2 separate regions of the Capsicum annuum genome follow, and region 2 is linked to region 1. Evidence: chromatin contacts called from public Hi-C data. All regions are on one chromosome and are shown on one strand. The core of a region is the stretch at or near the end of the contact, and the rest is flanking DNA. Distances in the headings are between cores, read along the strand shown. Region 1 has its middle 7.6 kb from the start of LOC107853408. Region 2 holds the start of LOC107869755 (4-coumarate--CoA ligase-like 6).

Evidence for each region. A called contact is a pair of places that touch in the nucleus more often than the background predicts.
Region 2: a Hi-C map of bud shows a contact between it and region 1, with 3 times the contacts expected there. The contact joins the promoter of LOC107869755 here to the enhancer-like site in region 1. A contact is called at or near these places in 3 of 5 Hi-C or Micro-C datasets (bud, leaf and placenta).

Annotation. Positions count from the first base shown.
Region 1 is chr1:21,562,714-21,567,329 of UCD10Xv1.1, reverse strand. It overlaps LOC107868648. Among protein-coding and RNA genes, the nearest start is that of LOC107853408, 7.6 kb to the right of the region's middle. Within about 2 kb of position 3,254, at least 4 of the 5 cell types and tissues checked have an H3K27ac peak or open chromatin away from gene starts, as enhancers often do. A contact at or near this core is called in bud and leaf, where this site is marked.
Region 2 is chr1:21,597,432-21,602,180 of UCD10Xv1.1, reverse strand. It overlaps LOC107869755 (4-coumarate--CoA ligase-like 6), which reads left to right and starts at 1,860. Exons shown (of 6, transcript XM_016716205.2): 1 at 1,860-3,455; 2 at 3,936-4,125; 3 at 4,454-4,599. The coding sequence starts at 2,361.

The sequences.
Region 1 (4,616 bases), core at 2,005-4,504:
CATTTTTCTTAGATTGATATCCAGTGCTAACCATGGTCTGTGGAAATCCAAATCCTACATTATGGTTTATTGAAATACCATCTTTCGGCATAATTTGCTGGAGGAATGAACTTTCTGTGCTGAGATAGTTTCCTTCTGCGTTCTAAGTCTAGCTAATATTGTGGACGGAAAAACTACCTATATCTTTCCAAAAATATATTGCAGTACATCTATTGTTGTCGATCAGTTAAACGTGCAATGCACCCAAATCTTTGCCAGAATAATATGATCCTCGTATCAAATAGCTCTTTGGAACCAATTCAATGCATGGTCTTTTAGTTGGCTTTTATTGCATTTTAAGCTTAGAACTGTAAACATTGAGCATTTTTAACTGATGCTTTTCCTGCAGGTTAAGGCATATACCACACGAGTTGGTTCTGATCCTTTTCCAACAGAAATCATGGGCAAAGGTGGTGACCTCCTTCGTTTTGTTGGGCAGGAGTTTGGCACAACTACTGGACGTCCGCGTTGTTGTGGTTGACTAGACATAGTTGCGCTGAGATACTGTTGTCAAATAAATGGATTTGCTTCTCTAAACCTAACAAAGCTAGATGTGCTGTCAGATCTATGAGAAATTCAGTTGGGTGTTGGGTGTTACTGACAAGCATCCTCTATATTAAATTCCTTTCCTTCTGAACTTCCTCTTCTTCAGCAAATAATGGTAAGTTCCTTTTTTCTTTCTTTCTTCTTCAACATTCTTTTGCGTGATGATCTTGTGGTATTTGGAAGTACAAACTATTAGTTCCAACTTTCATGTGAATGTTTTGGGGAAACTGAGCCATGTATTCAGTTCGAATCATTGCAGTTTTTTGATGAGAAATTTTGGTGTTGAGTTGTCCGGATGAAAATGTTTGTTAAATGAGCAAACTTCAAAGAGTGTTGGTGCTTTGCTAATTTGGGAGCTGACAGAAAGAGCTATGCGCACCAGTCCTTAGCATTAGTGCGTTTACGCGTGCTTTTAACATTCGTTCTCTTATCCATTTTTTCGTTAAGCAATAAATAACTTATGATCTGATAAGCACTGGCAGCAGCATCTTGAGTTATTGGACCCTGTGTAAGAGTCATTCCAATTGAGTAGGGGAAGAGTCTCTTTCGAGCGAGATCCATTACCACGCCTAACTAAATGAAAGAAAGTAAGACTCAATGATGATGATGGATTGGTGGTTGCCTTTACTGGTAACCACATTTTTTTGATTTTGTGTTGTTCTTCTATTTCTTTTGGGTATTTGTTAACTTTTCTTGTTTTCGATTGTTTCTTGTCGGATTCTTAGGCATTCCTTTCTCAACTTGCTCTTCGATTGAAGGAGGCTTCCGTAGCTTTTAACAAATGGAAATATTAAGAATCGACACATACAAGCCTGCTTCAGTTTCAATTTCAAAAAAAACAAATACAAGCATGCCATCATATTCTCTTCCTACTCCAGCAGCTATTTTGATTACTATATAATAAGTGAGACTTTCGTCGTCTAGGGACATTCTTGAAATTTTCATTTTTAAGTGATGCTTCTACTGCTACTTTCAACCGTTAAAACACGTGTACTATCCATTAGTACGTGCCAATCTTTTTTTTTTTTATATACCCATAGAGGAGTTAAACCACCTCCCCCTTTTACTCTCCTTACAACAATCACTAGGTACAGTACGTCAAAAGGCAAATCTAGATCCATAATCAAGGTAAGAATGAATCATTTTTCCCACTGCTTTGATTTACTATCATCATGTTCAGTTTATGTTCATTTTTCTTTGGATGTTCATACAATTAGTAAGTTCCATTCAAATTGGATTTACTTTGAAGCTTATGTTAACTGTTACTGATTGCTGTTTTGGTGAGTTTTCCTCTTCTCTTTCTCGCATATATTACCTTTACGATCATTGGTATTCAATATATGCAAGAATTAATGTTTCATTTCATTTCGACTTTTTTTAAACATCAAAGGAAAATAACATAAAAGCAAAATGAAACCAGAGAAGAAACAACAACTAATAGCAATTAATAAAAGGAAAGAGCAGGAAGAAGATGCATCTACCAAGGAGTGAGACAGAGCCAGCAGAGAGTGAGAGATGAACAATAACAAACAATAGTATTGATGGTCGGACACGCTGAGTTGCCACACTTCTCTTGAAGTCACATTTTTCTTCTTGAACTATCTAATCCTTTCATATCATATGTCAAGAATGGTGTAGTTACTACAGTGACCGACTTGATGATTTCTGGTGTTGGAGGTTCCGTTGAGGTGTTGAACAACTATTAATATTTTTGCTGGTTAGCAGTTCTTATTCAAATCTATTGGTCTTTTATTTTGCTTGGAATTCAGTTCTATGGTAGTTGTTATGCAAATATTAAAAGCAACTGGCTGTTACTTTAAATTGTTGGAAATGTTGATCTACTTTCAAATTTTCAGTTTGAGTTTTCTTTATGACATGCTTCCATGGTGTTGAATCTTGATTTTTTTCCAGACACATCTGATGTTTGCAAATAGAACAAATAATTTGGGCATGTGGACGGGCACGGGCCATCTAGTACTGTATAGAAGAGTGTATAGAAGAGTGAGTACGGAGGACGATCAAGGGTAGTTTCGTCATTTCAAAAAAAGTCGACATTATTTAGCTTATGCTATAAGCTTTAAAATTTGTCCATAAACTTCTAATGGCAATAAAACCAAGCTTCTTTCAATCTATGTCAATTGTATCCTAAGTTGTAGATATCTTAGTGGACCCACAGTATCCATCACAATTCTCCACAACAGTGTCAGTGCTAAATAAATGATTGATCTATATTTAAGTAGAGTGTTTGTACGGTGAAAATACTATTCATTTCTATTCCTTTTTGTTTGGTGAAATTTTAATTTTATTTTATTCAAATAAAAATGTTCACAAGAAAGTAAAATTAATTTTTCCCTTACATTCGGGTGCTGTATCAAATAATTAATAGAGTAGGATAATAAAAATAAAAGAGACATCATTAATTAATAGAGTAGGATAATAAAAATAAAAGAGACATCATTACATCAGCACTATTCGCAAGTAATTTTAGATTTAAGTTTTTCACAATGTCCACATACATTTTCTAACTATAATTTGTTAAACTTTAAAAATTAAATTAGGTGATGAACTTTCTTCGTCATTTCAAAAAAAGTCTACATTATTAGCTTATGCTATAAGCTTTAAAATTTGTCCATAAACTTCTAATGACAATAAAATCAAGCTTCTTTCAACATATGTCAATTGTATCCTAAGTTGTAGAGTTTATAGTGGACCCACGATGTCCATCACAGTTCTCCACAAATGTTATGTCAGTGCTAAATAAATGATTGATCTATATTTAAGTAGAGTGTCTGTACGGTGAAAATACTATTCATTTCTATTCCCTTTTTGTTTGGTGAAATTTTAATTTTAATTTATTCAAATAAAAATGTTCACAAGAAAGTAAAATAAATTTTTACCCCACATTCGGGTGCTGTATATAATAATTAATAGAGTAGGATAATAAAAATAAAAGAGACATCATTACATTAAGGGGTCGTTGGTTTGAAAACAAGTTATACCGGGATTAGTTATGTTGGGATAAGTTGTGATGAGATAAGTTATACTGGGATTAGTTATGCTGAGATTATTTTTTATTGAGTGTTTGGTTTGTTGTATTTAAAGTAATATGCATGGTATAATTTTAGGAATAAATTGATTGATTACCAAAATACCCTCCATCTTATTTAACTTATATATATTCATTCTTAAAATTTTTTATTATTTTTTTAGAGAAATTAAAATATATAAATAAACATAATTTATATATTTTACAACCATTTTGAACGGTAAACTGTTCAAAATTTATTTATTTATGAATATAGTATACGTTAATTAAACATAATTTATGTGTGTGTGAGAATATCTTACGTTATATATTATGTTATATATAATTAAATTATATATAATTTAACATAATATATTATAATTAAATATATTAACATAATATATATATAATTAAACAAAATTAATGTATATATATTCATAATATTATACGTTATATATTACGTAATTATATATTACGTAATATATTATATTCATAATTAATGAAATATTATACGTTAATTAAACATAATTTATTATTTATGAATATATATATATATATATATATATATATATATATATATTACAATCAAACGTATAATATTATGAATATATAGACGGTAATTATGTTTAATTGTATATATATTGTGTTAATATATTTAATTATAATATATTATGTTAAATTACGTTAATTATATTTAATTATATATAATTTAATTATACATAACAATCCCAAGAGGGTATATTTTTGTTCTTGTATAATTTTATACCAAAGAAAAATAATTTCGGGATTGCTATCCCACTATTTGGGTGGACAACTTATAATTAGTCCCGGGATAAGTTATCCCAAATATTTACAACCAAACGAGTGAGTTACATTTTTATCCCGGGATTATTATTTTATCTCGGGATTATTGACTCTAGTCTCACAAACCAAACGGCCCCTAACACTATTCTCAAGTAATTTTAGATATAAGCTTTTCACAATGTCCACATATATTTTTTAAAAT
Region 2 (4,749 bases), core at 611-3,110, 36 kb before region 1:
AAAGAAGAAGATAAAGAAGTTTGGGGTAGCGGGGAGAGGGGAGAGGGGTGCGGGGAAGGGAGGGATTAGAGACTTCGGGGGAATGCCGACTGGGGTTTTGTAGTGTGGAGGGGGGGAGGGGGGGCATTGGGATGGGAGGACTCAGCAACGTTGTGTGTGTGTGTGGTGCATGACACGGGCCCAACAAATATTTTAAAAAAATTATTTTAATTATTATGATTTATAATATTTTTTAAAAATATATAATAAATTTTTTTATAGATATTTTAAATTATTAATTATTGTAATTTATAATACTTTTTATATAATTTTCAAATAATATATATCGATCTCGTTGTTCAAACTTTTGTGGCATTGATAGTCAATTACATTTTTTAAATAATTTATGTTTTAAATTATTGTGATGTATAATATTTTTTCTTCTATTTCAATTTAAGTGTCATAAAGCTTATATGAACATAATAATTAATTATGGGCGATATACTAAAGTTACATCGAAGCATCGAAGTAGACATGTCTTAATGACCCACAACAACTAATTAGAAGTGATATAGAAAAATTACTATAAAAAATACTTGTGAAATTTTTTTGATTAACTTATCATTTTAAATTTATTTTACCTTTTCTATCAAATATTATTAATTGATACAATGTTTAAATGGTCACAATAATTAATTAGGAGTGACATAGTAAAATCATAATTGAAACAACGAAACAGACATGTCTTATTATAAGTGGTACAACAAAATTACTATACAAAAATACATGCGAAAAAAAATTAAATGGATCTCATATAAAACGTCAAGTAAATTTAACATTAAATATTATTAATTTTTTAATATTTAGATGACTTTATAATTAATTTTTAATATTTAGATGACTCATAATACTTAACTATAGGTGATACAGTCAAATTATCGGTGAAACAGTTGAAGCAAACAAGTCATAAATATCTATTTTATTTTTTTTATTAAATATTGTTAATTTTTATTAATTTTTAATACATAAATATCTTATAATAATCTATTAGAAATGGCATAATAAAATTATGGAGGAAGTAACTTATGAAGCAGGTAGGAGAAGTAGACATGTTGACGGAAACCTGCCTGTTTCTCCTTGCCATTCGCTCCTCTCTCTCTCTCTCTCTTTCTCTCTCTCTCTCTCTATATATATATATGCGAGTGTGATGCATTCTCCATAGTGAGAGTGGTATAATTTTTTGAGGATGGTAAAAAAAATTATATAAAAGTTGTTTAGGGGGTAAATAATTACAGGTTAAGTTTAATGGTTAAAGTAAACTTTCGTGATAAGTTTAGGGGGGTAAACATGCTTTTTTCCATGGATAAATTACCCGTTAATTTTTTAAATTCAACAAGTATTGTTGGATATTGATTTTCTTAAGTCATATGGATAATTAAAGATCAACAGAGACAAATACTAGGTGGACAGAATTATCTAATATCTATTGTTGGTGAAAAATGATAAGGTATCCAATAAAATTAATTGAGGTATGCAAGCTATTTCGAACACCAAGATTATAAAAAAAAACAAGTAAATATGCACCTAAGGTGTGTTAAAAACACTTTCTACTTTTTTTTTTATATATTTTTCAAAGAGATGCGATCAAGTTAAAAACATCACTTATTTAAAAATAAAGGCAACATACCATTCAAAATGGACAAAGAAATTATCCAATTAAGTAGGAGTCTTTAAGTTTTTTAAATTAGGTGGGAGAGATAATTTTTTTTTAAAGTTTTTTCGTCCGAATAACTTATTGCAATTGTAGAATAACTTTCGTAATTTTTTGACAACTTTACAAAGTTATTTAACAACTATCAAAGTTATTTAATAACTGTACAAAGTTGTGATAATTGATATAGTTGTCCAATAACTATTCCATTTGTTAAAACAGACGTATCTTTTTTTTTTAATAAATTTGTTGGAGCGACTTGTCCCCTTTTCTTTTCTTTAGTGGAGATTTGGTCCTTTGACTCATTTTTCTCATTCCAAATGTTGGTTTACAACTTATAAAGCAAGGCTTGTGGCTTCCATACTAATGTAATTTGAAGCAACTATTTGGGTAGCTTACAACAAAACACCAAGAAAATCATAATCAACAAAAAACAGTTGAATCCTACTCTTCCCAAGTTATTCCATAATGGTGACTAATCAATTTCTGTTATTAAATTTCCTAATTCAATCATCAAATTGCAAACATTCTTAGCAGTTTTTTTGCTATTATTACTACCTAATAAGCTAACAAATTTAACAATAGCTTTTTTGGTTCTATATAAATGCAATATGGGGTTTTCTTGATTTTGTGTACTAAGACTTATTAACCCCTTTTTCTTGTTATCAAAATGACAACTTTCTTGAAACCCCATTTTAACTCCAATTCCACTGAAGGTGAAAAAAAAGGTGGTAATGGTGAAGTTGAGAGAAACCCTTCTAAAATCCATTGGTACTGTGCTGAAACAGGTGTATATACCAGCAAACACCCTTCTGTAAAATTGCCAGAAGACCCTTTTCTTGATGTTGTTTCCTTCATTTTTTCTCATAAACATGGTGGGGTTTGTGCACTTGTGGACTCCATATCTGGTATTTCAGTTTCTTATGAAGAGCTTTATCCTATGGTTAAGTCTATGGCTAGTGGTTTACACAAAAGGGGTGTTGTAAAAGGTGATGTTGTTTTGATTCTCCTTCCAAATTCCATTTATTTTCCTGTTGTTTTGTTAGGTGCTTTGATCATTGGTGCTGTTGTAACTACTATGAATCCTTTAAGTAGTTTGTTAGAGATAAAGAAGCAAGTTCTTGATTGTGGTGTGAGTTTAGTATTTACTTGTAGTGATAAAGTTGATAAGTTGTGTACTTTAGATGTTCCTGTTATAGGGGTCCCTGAAATTTTGGTTTCTGGTTCAAATGGTGGTGAAAGTTCTGTTTTTTATGAGCTGGTTACATGTCATCCCAATTGGGATTTGAGGCCTAGAATAAGTCAGCAAGATACAGCAGTAATTCTGTACTCCTCTGGTACTACGGGTGCGAGTAAAGGCGTTGTTTTGACTCATGGGAATTTGATAGCAATGGTGGAACTTTTTGTGAGGTTTGAATCTTCTCAGTATGAATATTTGAGTACTGAGAATGTGTATTTGGCGATTGCGCCAATGTTTCATGTGTATGGGCTTTCTCTGTTTGCGATGGGGTTGTTGTCGTTGGGAACTACTATCGTTGTTATGAGAAAATTTGATGCTAATGAGATGGTGAAAGCTATTGAAACATATGGCGTTACTCATTTCCCCGCAGTCCCGCCTTTGCTAATAGCATTGACTAGAAAAGCAAAGGATGGTGCTTCGAGCAAACTGAAGAGCTTGAAACAGGTTTCATGCGGTGCAGCTCCCATAACCACGAAAACCATTGAAGACTTTGTTCACACTCTACCCAATGTTGATTTCATTCAGGTACGTCCCCTAGATCCTTGACTGTCAATTGGATGCATCTTACCATATACGTCAAGGTAGCTACCATTTTGGAAAGACAAAGTTGCTAGTTAGTTCAAAGTATAAATGTCTAATTACACTCTTTGATCTGCTTAACTTCCTTTTTTCATTTTTGTTCTATTTGATACGGATGAAATCATGTTACCTGCCCTCATCTTTTAAAGCATGCATTAGGAAAAAATTCTATAGGTCTGTATGATGTTTTAGCTCTAGGTATGACTCTAATCGAAGCTCTTTATCTCAGTTGAACCCTTCAAAAAGAAATGATTGCTTCTTCTTCTGATTTTACTGTCCTGTGAGCCAAATGGCGATTGGAGATGTGCTAGAATATTGCAAACTTGGAGAATGCATTACTCATCCAAAGCGATGGAAGTGGCAAAATTTTCTGTTGTATGTTTTGCTTTCACTTCTCAGGAAAATATGTCATAATTTGTTGTCCAGGGATATGGCATGACTGAGTCAACTGCTGTTGGAACACGTGGTTACAATACTGAAAAGCTGCATAATTATTCTTCGGTAGGACTTCTAGCTCCAAATATGCAAGCTAAAGTAGTGGATTGGATCACCGGTTCACCCTTACCTCCCAACAGCATGGGTGAGCTCTGGCTTTGTGGACCTGGTGTAATGAAAGGTATGTTCTAGTTATCTGAAGATACTGAAATGCTCTTTGTGCTGCTAAATGCTTAAGTCATCAGAAAATTTTCTTAGCGTCTAAATTTTGTCATGTTTCCTGGTGTATGTGCATCATCCTTAGATTTTCAAAAGATTTTAGGTGAAAAAGTGTGAAAATGTTAGCTCATGTAACCATCATGTATCTCTGATGTGTGTGATATTATTTAGGCTAATGCTTAACAAAAGCCTATTTGCAAAGTTAGCGCCGAATGCCAGCCGTATATCTTGTTTTGACTTTACTACTCTAAACAGTAAGTAAAATTTTTGTACGTGGCTTCAATTTCCAGGATACTTGAATAACTTAGAGTGTACTAAGTCTACGATTGATGACAATGGTTGGCTCCACAGCGGTGATATTGCGTACTTTGATGAAGAAGGATATCTTTATGTCATTGATCGTCTGAAAGAGACTATCAAATACAAGGGCTTCCAGGTAGATCTTTCAATGTCTTCTATTGGAGTTCTTGCCTATTTTCTGAGATCTGAAACTTGTTATGCTGCTTCTGGTATCTTATATTTCATCATGAATATAGATCTGACTTGTAGCTCATTGATCAATATCTTCTCAGTGCTTCAACGTTTG